2 separate regions of the Mus musculus genome follow, and region 1 is linked to region 2. Evidence: chromatin contacts called from public Hi-C data. All regions are on one chromosome and are shown on one strand. The core of a region is the stretch at or near the end of the contact, and the rest is flanking DNA. Distances in the headings are between cores, read along the strand shown.

What was found. Hi-C and Micro-C count contacts between places; a contact is called where the count stands out from the background.
Region 1: a contact with region 2 is called in a Hi-C map of embryonic stem cells, with 4 times the contacts expected there. The contact joins the promoter of Rangrf here to the enhancer-like site in region 2. A contact is called at or near these places in 11 of 39 promoter capture datasets (the 3T3-L1 cell line, the HPC-7 cell line, HPC-7-derived erythroid cells and 5 more), 23 of 484 Hi-C or Micro-C datasets (the G1E-ER4 cell line, the P5424 cell line, cerebral cortex and 7 more), 3 of 115 datasets of contacts at active chromatin or transcription factors (bone marrow-derived macrophages, embryonic stem cells and epiblast stem cells) and 3 of 9 other capture datasets (adipose tissue, embryonic stem cells and liver).

What each region holds. Positions count from the first base shown.
Region 1 is chr11:68,972,198-68,978,225 of GRCm38.p6, reverse strand. It overlaps Rangrf (RAN guanine nucleotide release factor), which reads left to right and starts at 4,371. Exons shown (of 5, transcript NM_021329.3): 1 at 4,371-4,584; 2 at 4,669-4,785; 3 at 4,953-5,109; 4 at 5,198-5,283; 5 at 5,485-5,742. The coding sequence starts at 4,508. The coding sequence ends at 5,605. Slc25a35 (solute carrier family 25, member 35) reads right to left here. Exons shown (of 5, transcript NM_028048.2): 5 at 5,711-6,028. Gm32384 (a long non-coding RNA gene) reads left to right here. Exons shown (of 4, transcript XR_001780244.1): 4 at 1,185-1,222.
Region 2 is chr11:68,810,951-68,817,291 of GRCm38.p6, reverse strand. Myh10 (myosin, heavy polypeptide 10, non-muscle) reads right to left here. Exons shown (of 41, transcript NM_175260.2): 37 at 5,568-5,691; 38 at 5,287-5,495; 39 at 4,215-4,323; 40 at 2,738-2,910; 41 at 668-2,365. The coding sequence ends at 2,221. Among named protein-coding and RNA genes, the nearest start is that of Ndel1, 39 kb to the left of the region's middle. Within about 2 kb of position 4,986, at least 10 of the 459 cell types and tissues checked have an H3K27ac peak or open chromatin away from gene starts, as enhancers often do. A contact at or near this core is called in embryonic stem cells, where this site is marked.

The sequences.
Region 1 (6,028 bases), core at 3,122-5,621, 160 kb before region 2:
AGGCCATCTGGGATAGTCTGAGTAAGATCTTGTCCCAAAACCAAATAAGCAAATGAATAATATATCATATATTGGGGGTGTGTGTGGAATAAATGGCTTAGCCATTGAGAGCCCTGGCTGCTCTTCCAAAGGACCTAGTTCAATTCCCAGCACCCACAAGGCAGCTCAGACCTGTAATTCCGGTTCCAGGGTGTCCATGGCACTAGGAATGCACATGGTGCACATATAGATGCACACACAAAATACTCATTCATAAAATACAATAGCCGGGGGGCTGGTGAGATGGCTCAGTGGGTAAGAGCACCCGACTACTCTTCCTAAAGGTCCAGAGTTCAAATCCCAGCAACCACATGGTGGCTCACAACCATCCATAACGAGATCTGACTCCCTCTTCTGGAGTGTCTGAAGACAGCTACAGTGTACTTACATATAATAAATAAATAAATCTTAAAAAAAAAAACTTTATTAAAAAAAAAAAATACAATAGCCGGGCGGTGGTGGCACATGCCTTTAATCCCAGTACTTGGGAGGCAGAGGCAGGCAGATTTCTGAGTTCGAGGCCAGCCTGGTCTACAAAGTGAGTGCCAGGACAGCCAGGGCTACACAGAGAAACCCTGTCTCGAAAAAAAACCAAAAAATAAATAAATAAAATAAAGCCTTTTCCTGTTTTATTTTTTTGAGACAGGGGTTCTATATGTACCCCTGACTATCCTGGAACTCACCACCTGGTCTTGAACTCAGAGATCCACCTGCCTCTGCCTTCTGAGTTCTGGGATTAAAGGTGTATACGATTATGCCTAGCAAAATAAATATATCCTTTAAAAGGATAATAATATACTTTTATTTTTAGTGAGGCATGGTAGCATGCCTGAAATTCTAGCACTTGGGAGGCTGAGGTACTACTACAAATTCAAATTCAAGGCCAGATTGGACCACATAGTAAGACCCAGTCTCAAACAGAACCAGGAGGCCGAGGGATGGCTTACCGATGGCAATCAATGATGTTGCAGAAGACCCGGTTCAACAGCATCCCACATGGTGGTCTGTGCCTCTGGTTTGAGAGGTTCTGATTCCCTCTGGGAATACATACAGGCCATACATACAGTTTGGTACTTGTAAATAAAAGCCTCATACACATCAAGTAAAATTTAGGAAAGATAACTGAATACTTGTTGCTTTTACAGAGGATTCAGGTTTGGTTCCCAGAACCTCCATGATGGTTCACAACCATCCCTAACTCCAGTTCCAATGGAATCCAACACCCTCTTCTGAACCCCGTAAGTAACACACACACACACACACACACACACACACACACATACACACACACACACACACACACACACACACACACGCAGGCACACACGCAGGCACGCACACAGAGTGCACATACATTCAAGGACAAACATCTCTATGTTTAGAGCCAGCCTGATCTACATATCAAGTTTCAGGCCATCCAAGACTCCATAATAACAAACAAACAAACAAAACAAGCTAGTTTCTCTTGTGTTCTTATGCACTTTATTCCATAATGTACAAACATTTTTCTGAGTGAATATTCATGACCTTCACCAACATTTCAAAGAGACTCATGGCAGGGCTGAAGGCTTGAAGCTGCTGCATACAGGAACTATGTTGCCTTAACTCTTCCATAAAGGGATGCTTGGCACTGATTTGCTGTGTCTCTGGGGGCCAGGGCAGTCTTTGTTTTCCCCCATTTAGATTTATATATTTAATTTTATGAGCCTGCACCGATGCTCTCCATCTGGTCTATCTGGTGTCTGTGAAGGTCAGAAGTGGGCAAATACCCTGGAACTAGAGTTGCAGATGATTGTGAGCCACCGCGTAAGTGCTGGGAATTGAACCCAGGTCCGCTACAAGAGTAACATGTGCTCTTAACTGCTGAGCTATCTCGCCAGGTCCCTCCAAGCCTGTCTTTTGGTTCTTTCAAAGGGCAAGGACCATCCCAGAGCACCAAACCAAACCTGTTCCAGTTGTAGGTTGGCTGTCCCCAGCAGACTGAGAGCTGGAGACACTCACACAATGAGAAGGACAGATGTGTGCCATCTGAGACTTGTCCATGACACCTGCCCTAGCTGCAGCTGGACCAGTTTTCACTGGACTCTGGCTTCCGGGAAGATGCAAGTAGGAGAGCTTGCCAAATAGGTTCTTTCAGATCAAATGACAACAAACTGACCCAGACAGCTCCAGTTTCTTCAGGAGTTTGAGGTTGAACACCCTGAGGTGTCAGCATTGAGAAGAGCACAAGAGATGGCAGATACCAAGGGAGGGATGGTGAATCAACAGTGGGGATATAGAGATCTGCCAAGACAAGCTGGTCTTCCACCCCACCCTCCAAGGAGAGATCTGGCCCTGGGCCTTGGCACATCTCTGCTCCCCACCCTTGTCATATCCCAAGAACCCAGAGACTGGAGAAAGCTGAGGTCTCCAGCTATCTTAGTCCACTGCAGAACTTGAGGTGCGCCAGGAAATCCTAAGAGGAAAGCTGAAGAAACTTTCTCCTCCCTCTGGCTCATTACAGGGCTCCATTCCTGGTACTTAGTGTTATGAACTTGTTAATAGCATTTATGTCCTTGGAGGTCCCTACCCAAGGATTTCTGATCTGCCTGACTGTGTACAAAGCTATTCAAGCTGTTGTTGCTCCTGGTGAGGAGGAGAGACAGAAAGGTCTACATGGAGAGACGTTCATGGCCAGCTCCTTCTATTCCATGGGGGCTGCACCCCTTCTCTTACAGAGTAAACTAGTTACAGGATACCCCCCCCCGAAACAGATTGATCAAGCACACCCACATCTTGTCTCTTCTCTCCCTCCCTCCCTCCCTCCTTCTCTTGCCTGAGGAAGGGTCTCAATATATAACCCTAGCTGACCTGCAACTCACTATGTAGAAACAAGAAACAGGCTGGTCTCAAACTACAGATCTGACTGCTTTTGTCTCTTCAGTGCTGGATGTGCCATGTGGCGTGAGCCACCACACGTGGCCACACTTCACTCCTAACAGTGCTTTAGAGATGAGGAAAAGTTCAGAGAGAAGCCAGATGCCTACAGTAAGAAGGAGTCACCGCACGCCTTTAATCCCAGCACTCGGGAGGCAGAGGCAGGCAGAATTTCTGAATTCGACTCCAGCCTGGTCTACAGAGTGAGTTCCAGGATAGCCGGGGTGGGGGCACATACTGAGTACACTTAAGAGGCTAAGGTTCAGTTACGGGAGGGAGGGAGAGGGAGAAGGAGAGAGAGAATCTAATGGTAGAGGCCCCTGGGCTCAATCCCTAGCATTGCAAACAGTAAGTGGACAAGCAAAATCCTCCATCCTTAACCATCTTCACAACTCCCTGACTCCATCTGCCTGCCCTCCCCCTTGCATATTTGCATTTCCTAGAGTACACACTGTGCTAAGTTTCTACACCTATGTCCCGGCTAGAACATCTCTAGGATGCCCCCAAGAGCTCTGTAAATCAAACTTCAAGACGCAAAGCGAGTTCCACTGGTACTTTTACACCTTGGCGAGGTGGACTTTTGTATTGTCAGGCTCACGAAGGAAATGAGCTGCACTCTGAGGCACGTGACCCTTGCCTCCAATTCAGTAAATTATGAGGGTTCATTGGTCGAGGTGAGAATCAACCTCTTTGCCCGGTTCTCAGCTGGGTGTAAAATCCATGAGAGCATGGGTGGCCTCATGGACTCCAGGCATCTAGATTCATCCCGCAGTGCAGCAGTATACCACCAGGCCTATTATGTGCCAAACACTTTGCCAGGTGCAAGAGATCAAGGATGAATGGAGAAATTAACTGGGAGGATAAAAGTTGAACAAATACTTAAAAAGAACACTCTAAAAATCCGTAAAGGAAAAACAATAGTTTAATCTGTGCTTTGGCTCAGGTGTGGGAGAGAGCTTCCCCTTGCCCTCCCTAGGGGAAGATTTGAGGGGATTAGAACCGTAATCCTCGGGTTAGGTATCAAGGCTTGAGGTCTGAATCTTAACCTAGACCCACACCTGGGCCTGTTGTTTCCCCAAGTCCCAGCATTAGATCCTGGAGTTAGTGGTCTGGTTGTCGCTCCACTGGAGTCAAGTGGTCCCACAACCCGCCCTTTAACTGAACAACTGTCCTTAAGGGCGGTCTCAAGTGACCTTCTTAGAAGGTATAACTCCTTTACAATGAAGGAGCAAGTGGGCACGAGGGATTAACCCATCACTAGCATCACCAACCCTAAACTCAAGTACAACTGCAAAGCAGACCCCAGCGGTCCTGGGTCTTTCCAAAGAGCCGGGCTTCAGAGACTAGCCCCCAAGGATAGCCCCGCCCCCGAAGCGCGGGCGCCGATTGGTCAGCGTGCTCGCAGGGCGTGACCAGATCTTAAAGGTCCCATTGCTTAGTAGGACGGGAGGAGGTAGTGGGTGCTCCGGGAACACCAGGGGAAATGATGTCTCAAAGGCTCATGTAGGTTTCTTTAAAACCTCGCTAATGTCCAGACTCAAGTACTAGATCTATGGAGCCCAACAGAAACTGTCCACTGTTCGGAGGCGCCTTCTCCGCCATCCTCCCTACAGGGGCCATTGATGTGAGGTGAGAAAGCCAGCCTCCCCGGAGGCCGATCGGGTGGGTTATGGGAAAAAGCCAGAGACAAGAGGGTTCCCTGTCCCTCTCCAGTGACCTCCGACCGGTGCCAGACAACCAAGAAGTTTTCTGCCATCCTGTGACCGACCAGAGTCTGATCATAGAACTTCTGGAGCTGCAGGCCCACGTGCAGGGCGAAGCGGCTGCGCGGTGAGAAAGCTAGCCAACGGGAGGCCGGGAGCCGAGAAAGTGGGCGGGGTCTGTGGCTGGACGGTTATTCAGGACGAAAACTCCCAAGGGCAATAGCAGACCAGGCTCGAGGGTGGGGCTGGGTTATTCAGACATGCTCCTCCTTACCACTGTTCCTCCCATGCCAGGTACCATTTTGAGGACGTTGGCCGGGTGCAGGGGGCTAGGGCTGTGCACGTGCTATCTGTGCAGCCTCTCTGTTTGGAGAACTTATCCCTGAGAGGCTGCTGTCAGGATGCCTGGTCCCTTTCTGGCAAGCAGCAGGTAGCTAAAGAAAACCAGCAGGTGAGGGCTATGGCGAATGGGACGCCCTGGAGTCGGGGAGGGATAACTCCAGGTATCCTGGTAAGCATGCTGATTCTGATCCCTTTAGGTAGCAAAGGATGTCACACTGCATCAGGCCTTGCTGCGGCTGCCCCAGTATCAGACTGATCTTTTGCTCACCTTCAATCAGCCCCCGTAAGGACGAAAGAGCGGGTGGGAACCTCCCAATTGGGTCCCCACGACAATTAAGTTGGGTGGGTCAAATTCCTTCAAGGAAGCAGAAATAAGCCACAGGCTTTGGGGGAGGAGGGTCAGGTCTTCTGGGGGATAGGAAGTGTGATCTTGCAAACCTCAAGCCGGACCATTTTCCTTCTCCCTCTATTCCCTTACCCTAAGGTGTCACAGCAGGTCTCTTGGCCCTGAAAATCTGTCATGTCCACCTTGGAGCCTGAGTAACTTTGAACAGCTGGTAACTAGTTTGACTCTTCATGATCCCAACCTCTTTGGTCCCCAGTAAAGATCGTTGAGACACAACGTGCTACTGAGGACTCGGGGACCCAGTTCTGAGAGGGGGAGTTTCTTTCTGCTTCTTCCCTGGATGTAAACATAAGACACTTCCTCTGCAGAAATAAACTTGCTTTATGAAGAACATAATTTCTGTGCCTTCAAATCTAAGAGGACACCTGGGTCTCCCAGTTCCCTTTGGTCTTGGAAGGGGGGGGAGTTAAAGCTGTGTATAGGAGCAGGGAGTTGGGGGGAACCCAAGAATGGCAGTAGAAATATACTTTGGAGTGACTGATTCAACCCTGAGATGGGTATGAAATATATCGGGGGATTTGTGGAAAAATTTAAAGCAAGACCCACTCAGTGACTCAACCCTAGGAGAACAGAGGAGTGGGCGTGGCTGTCCCCCTTAGGGGCATTGAGAGGTCAATCTGTC
Region 2 (6,341 bases), core at 3,737-6,236:
TTTGACTACAGAGGGAGGAATTGTCTAGCGATCAATGGTTCCTTCAACTTAGCATCTTTGTGGAATCAGGAACTGGTCTTGGTCCACAGAGTCTGTCTCTCCTGGCAGGCTGAATTGTTGAGACGCTGACATGCCAGTCAGGCTGCACAGGAGGAAAGAATGATTGAGAAAAACAGGCTTCTACATCCGAGTTCTAGGATACGGTCCCAAAGGTGAAGCCCGCCTGGATCTCTGTCCCACCAACCACCTTTCTTCTCCCATGGCCAGGATGGGTTTCCTACGCCCTTGTGTTGAAGAGGCCTAAATACACCTAGGGTGTGTGTGCTCACTTCATGCTTCCTAGGGTTTCTTTACAATCCCAGACAGTAGATACCAGAAAGGTTGCTTGTGGGGAGCCAGCGGCTCCTCCCCATTTGTTTCCTACACTTCTCTGGTACAGACATGCAATCCCAAACTTCTGGGATTCCTTAAAAATGGTCTAACCTAGTCTAGTCTTCAGTGACTGGGCCAAACACTTGTACATTGTCCCCTGCCTTCAGGTGTTGGCTGTTTGCTGTTTTTGGGAGACCCCCACCCTGGTGTGCTTGGTTCAGGTGTGTGATTCCCCCTCCAGTCAGACCACAGATGGGAAACCAAGAACAGAAGGTGCGGAAGCAGAGTCCATGGTCACATGATTATTCTTGTTTATTGAGGTCTGTTTGTTCTCAACGGGTGCTTTTTCCTCCAAGTAAACAGAGCAGGCGCAAATATCTATAATGAATAAATTTATTGTCTTACAAAAATCATTGTCTAGAAATATGGGAATACAAGAAAAGATATTTGCAGTCAGGTGTCTGGTGGTCAACAGCCAGTACAATTCATACAGGGGAAATCAAAGATTCCAAACCCATGTGACCAGTTCTTCCTCACAGATGTTAAAGCTTTTAACCCAAAAGGTCCGTGTTTTCCAGCACATCGCCACGGTCGGGGCTTGTCACTAACACTGATTTGCTGTCACTGAATGTTTGCGCATCTACTTCACTAGAGAGGTACATGATATGAAGCACAGTCAGAACTTAATACATTAAGTTGTTATAGAGGCAAATAATATATTTAACATTGTCTTAGTACTGTAGTGTCTAAGGCACTTTCTGTAATGTCAGTTTGCTCAACTATCAACCAAAAACAGAATGCTAAGTGTTCATTGTAACACTGTCCAAAGGAAGGGAAAGGGAAAATGAAGGGTCACACGCCCGCTGGCATGTCAACATTCAGGCAGATGGCATCTTCTTGAGGCTATAGCCTCATTGACAAACTTGGAACACACCTCCGACATAAAACTAATATTCCCGTTTTGGGCTCAAAGCAGTGGCTGAATTTGCAAGAGGGCTTGACTGCTTGGAGAGGCCTTCTGCGAGCACCCCAAGGGTCACAGAGGCTCACTCCTGAATTGAGGGCATTATCAAGCCAGACACTCAGGAGACCACCTGGAAGTTACTGTGATGGCTGCCACCCGGGGCACCTTATGTGTTGTGGCCACTGTCCTCTCTGTGCACAGAGCTCTGAGACTATTCACATTGAGACGGTGGGGACACCATGAATTTGAGGGGCAGGGTCACCCCTTGGGAGATGGGCAGGAGAACCCCAAATGGATGCTGCTTCCCCAATCCAAACCCACCCCTAAGCCGCCAAAGCCCCTCTCCCAGTTTGCTCACTGAGACAGTGATCACTATTCACAGGAAATGAGAGACACAAGTGCAGGTTAGGTTCACAATGTTCTAAGAGACCAGGTGTGGTTGAAGGAAGGGTCAGGGCCACATGAACACAGAACTAAGGTACCTGTCAGTAGGACAGGGCATGCAGAGCAGCTGAGCACGGTCCCGGGGCAACCCTTAGGCCCAGCCACTGGCAACAAAGGGCCTGGAGTTTGTTTCAAAAAGGTTCTTTCTTCTTAATGTGTCATAAAATGGTCTCTTGATGAATACATGGAAAATAGATGCAACGATGAGACAATCTGTTTAATACGCATGTCTTGTGGAGGTGTATATATAAAAAGGGGCAATTGTATCTAGTCTGAAGCAGGATATAGTCTGCGCAGGCCGCAAAGCCTTAAGACACAGTTGACTTTCCTGGAAGGAATCTGGGAGCTTGCCATTCCCGAGCAGTGAGTGCAGGGCTCAAGCAGACTGGTGCTGGGATGAGTTCTGGCCTGTCCTCAGCATCACCTCTGACCTCCTGTGCCTATTCTGATTGGGGTGGCTGTGTGTCATTGACATCACTGGTCTTACTTTCTGTGTCGTCATCTGACAGCTCTAGCGATGCCCCCTCAATGTGCAGCTGGCGCCGGCCAGATCGGCTTGAAGAAAAGCTGATTGGACCGCCCCGCCTGGGAGAGAAATGCACAGGAACATGAGGCTGCTGGGTTCTAAACAAGGCTCACTCTCCACCTTCTACCCCGTCTGGGGCGTCACGGCCTTGGGGGGTAGCTTTCCTACCCCATCATCCTGTGCCGCCCCCCCCCCCCTGCACGTGAGCAGGGCCAACATGGTTAAGGAAGACAGGTTATGGGGAAAGCCCTATCTCTTAAACACCGCTCTCCCCTTTCCTGCCCTGCTTGAGTGAGGCTGTGGATTCTAATGTCTGCTTTCTCCCGCTCACTACTGTAAACGTCCTGCCTCTTGCCTGGGGATTCCAGAGGACTGGATCCAGCTTCCACAGATGAAGCCTGCCAGCTCTCCATGGCTCACCGAACACTTACCTGAGCCGGTTCTTGAGAGTGCTGACCTCGCGGCTCAGGCCTTCATTGGCCTCAGTGGCGTCGTCCAGCTCCCTTTGGAGTTTACGCCGAGATGCGTTGGCACGTGTGGCCTCTTCCTCAGCCTCTTCCAACTGTCGTTTAAGCTGCTTCATCCTGGCATTAGCCTTCTCCATCTTGGGGCGTTACACAAATGAAAAGCAAACAGAACCCAGGGTCAGACGACGGAGGGTCAGCACGCTCTGTGACATCTTGCGTGCACACAAGCGCACTTGTTTTAGGGCTGCTCTAAGGTGCTTCCCCTTGCCTTAGTAAAGCCAGTATTTACAGAGCAAGCCACACAATCAGAAACTCAAAACTGCCTTTCCTGTGAAACCAAACTAGTTTTCCATCTCCATATGACTGATGGGGCTGTGCAGAAGGCTAGCAGTCTGGACAGGATACTGTCCGTGAAGCGTGGCTGTTCCACACAGCCACTCTGGAGAGTGCAGTGTGCTCCCACTTAAGAATATGACTGTGAGGGACTGGTGAGATGGCTCAGTGGGTAAGAGCACCCAATTGCTCTTCTGAAGGTCCAGAGTTCAAATCCCAGCAACCACATGGTGGCTCACAACCATCTGTAACGAGATCTGACTCCCTCTTCTGGTGTGTCTGAAGACAGCTACAGTGTACTTACATAGAATAAATAAATAAACAAATAAATCTTAAAAAAAAAAAAAAAGACTATGAGCCGGGCGCGGTGGCGCACGCCTTTAACCCCAGCACTTGGGAGGCAGAGGCAGGCAGATTTCTGAGTTCGAGGCCAGCCTGGTCTACAGAGTGAGTGCCAGGACAGCCAGGACTGCACAGAGAAACTGCACAGAGAAACCCTGTCTCGAAAAACAAAACCAAAAAAAAACCCAAACCAAACCAAACCACCCAGAATCTGACTGTGGCTCCTTTGCTCCTAAACTTGCAGGGACTGGCTACTGCCTCATTGGGTGCAGTTGTCACTTGCCTGGCAAGTAGGGAAGCGAAGGCCCTGAGGTGGTCTTGATCCCGATGCTCTACTGGGATCCCAGGAGTGTTGGAGCGAGCCCTTCAATACCGAGCCTCTGGGATTAGGGTTTGTGCATGAGGGCAGACGCCCTTCACAATCCCTGCTTTCTGCTGCTGTTTACCATTTCCCAAATTCCCTCTGACCAGTCCCCGATGCTCACCGTACCCAAGAACTATTAATCCAGGCACAGGAGGGGACTGGAAGAAGCCTCTTTGCCTGCGACACGGTGGAGTGGAGGAAGCTGAATGTAACTTTAAAACTCAGCCCAGGGCTCACACCTCAAAGTGTCACTGACTCGCTCTCCCCATTGGAACTGGGGGAACACAGGCTGCTGCCTGGGTTGAAATGCCGTAATTAAGAGTTTCCAAGAGTGTCCTTAACTCTGATTGCCTGCTTAAACACTCCTGGAGTGGTGACCTTCACCCGCCTGGCTTTTCCTACCTGCTCCTTATACTGATCCGCATGCCGACGCTCGTCTTCAACCTGCATGAAGATTTCTTTCAGTTTCTTCTCTGTTCGACGGACTAGTTTGTTGGCAGCTGCTCGCTCCCTGACAAAGTGACCAAAGTAGTTTTAAAACTTGAAATTAATTATATTTTAAGCGGGGAAGTATTTTTGGAGTTGTTTTTCTTTAGAAAATGACACCTACTGGAACGGCCTTCAGACCTCCCAGAAGCCTGACGCAGGGACTGCCTTTCCGTGTCCTCAGTGGCAGCACTGCCTTGTTTCTGTGCACACAGTGAGTGACATATGCCACATACACATGCCAGTCATAGGGAACAGACATGGTTATCACATAACAAACACCTAGTCTATGGAGTGACTGTCTCAGATGAAGAGTTTACAGCCAATGGAAGCAGCAAACCCTACCCACTGGGGAACAGTGAAATAACCACCACTCTCTGGCCTGGGACTGCGCCTGGTTAGAGGAGATGAACACGGAGAGTCCCTGCAGACAGGAACTGTTCCTTCCTAGCTGGATCTGGGTCTGGTGGAGTCAGGTAAGGCGACTTAAACCTTGCTAGTGAAAGCTTCATTGCCGTGCCTTGCTGGAGACACTTCAGGCCGAGTGGGGGGAGGGCTAGGGATGTAGCACCGGGGCTGCATTTCCGGTCCCATCCTCCCCAACGAGGTGGGTAGGAGTGCTACCACCTGCTGCAGCCGCCTGCTCATTCCATCCCATGCAGTGCTTTGATTCATTTGGTGTGATGGAAACTGCCTGGGGGAGAATGCTTTTGAGAAATACTGCAAATGAGCACCTCACAGGGTGCAACCATCAGAAGTCTGCAGTGAATCCATAAAGATGCTGGTGCTAGGAAGTCATGGGGCAGCATGAGGACTTCCAGCAGGGCCAGGCAGAGCCCCAGCCCCTCCTTAGGCACGGCTCTCACTGCTCTCAGAACCTTCTAGCTCCTGTGCAGGTCACACACCCTGCATTCCCACATTCCCTTGCACTGGGTGTTCCTATGGGCGAGGCTACTTCTGGGTCATGAGATGGCCCACAACATCTTACTTGGCTTCCTGCTCAAGCTGCTCCTCCAGCTGCCCAATCTTGGCTTCCAGGGCTGAGATGGTAGCCTTGAACTTGGACTTGACTGCCCCCTCCAGCTCCTGCAGCTTGGCCTTCAGCTCCTTGTTTTGTCGCTCCAGCTGCTGGCGGGCATTGTCACTCTTCTGGGCAGCGCTGCGCTCTGCTGCCAGCTCTGTGTTCAGTGTGTCCACCTACAAGAGGAGGGAGGTCAGATAACCTGTGCAGGGGCAATGCTGCTGCCCCCAGGGCCGGCCGCATGGCACCTGCAGCGTGGTCTTGCGGAAGCGGTCATTGAGCAGCTCCATGTTGCTCTGCTCCTCCTCCAGCTCCTCTTCCAGCTGTGCGATCCGCGCTTCCAGGCGCCGCTTCTCATCCAACAGCGCAGACCTAAGCTCGAGGAAGGGGCCGAGCACAGAGCATAGGATGAGAACTGTGAGTGTGACTCCCGATTAGTCCCTGCATTTATCCCTGATCTGTGGGTAAGCCCCACCCTCAGACAGTTCTCTTTCCTTCCCAAATCTGCCTTCCTGGTCCTGCACTGTCCTCTGAACCACTGTGGTGACCTCTCTGCTGCTTAACTCTGCCTCTAGAATTTGGCCAAGATCTTGGATGAACTCTAATGTCCTAGCACTCCCAAGGAGAAAGCAACTTAATTGGTCAAAAGAAATCATTAAAAACAAACAAACCAAGCCGGGCGTGGTGGCGCACGCCTTTAATCCCAGCACTTGGGAGGCAGAGGCAGGCGGATTTCTGAGTTCGAGGCCACCCTGGTCTACAGAGTGAGTTCCAGGACAGCCAGGGCTATACAGAGAAACCCTGTCTCGAAAAACCAAAAAAAAAAAAAAGAAAAAAGAAAAAAACAAACAAACAAACAAACCCCCAAACAAAAACAAAACCAAGAAACTCCAAGGAAGATTGTAAGGAAGCTACTAGCCAAGCCAAGTCTGAAAGGGAGGCCCTCAGGTGCCAGGTTTGGTCAGTGGTGTCTTGGCAACTATCCAAACAAAAACAACTATTGATTGCCACTTTACATTTCC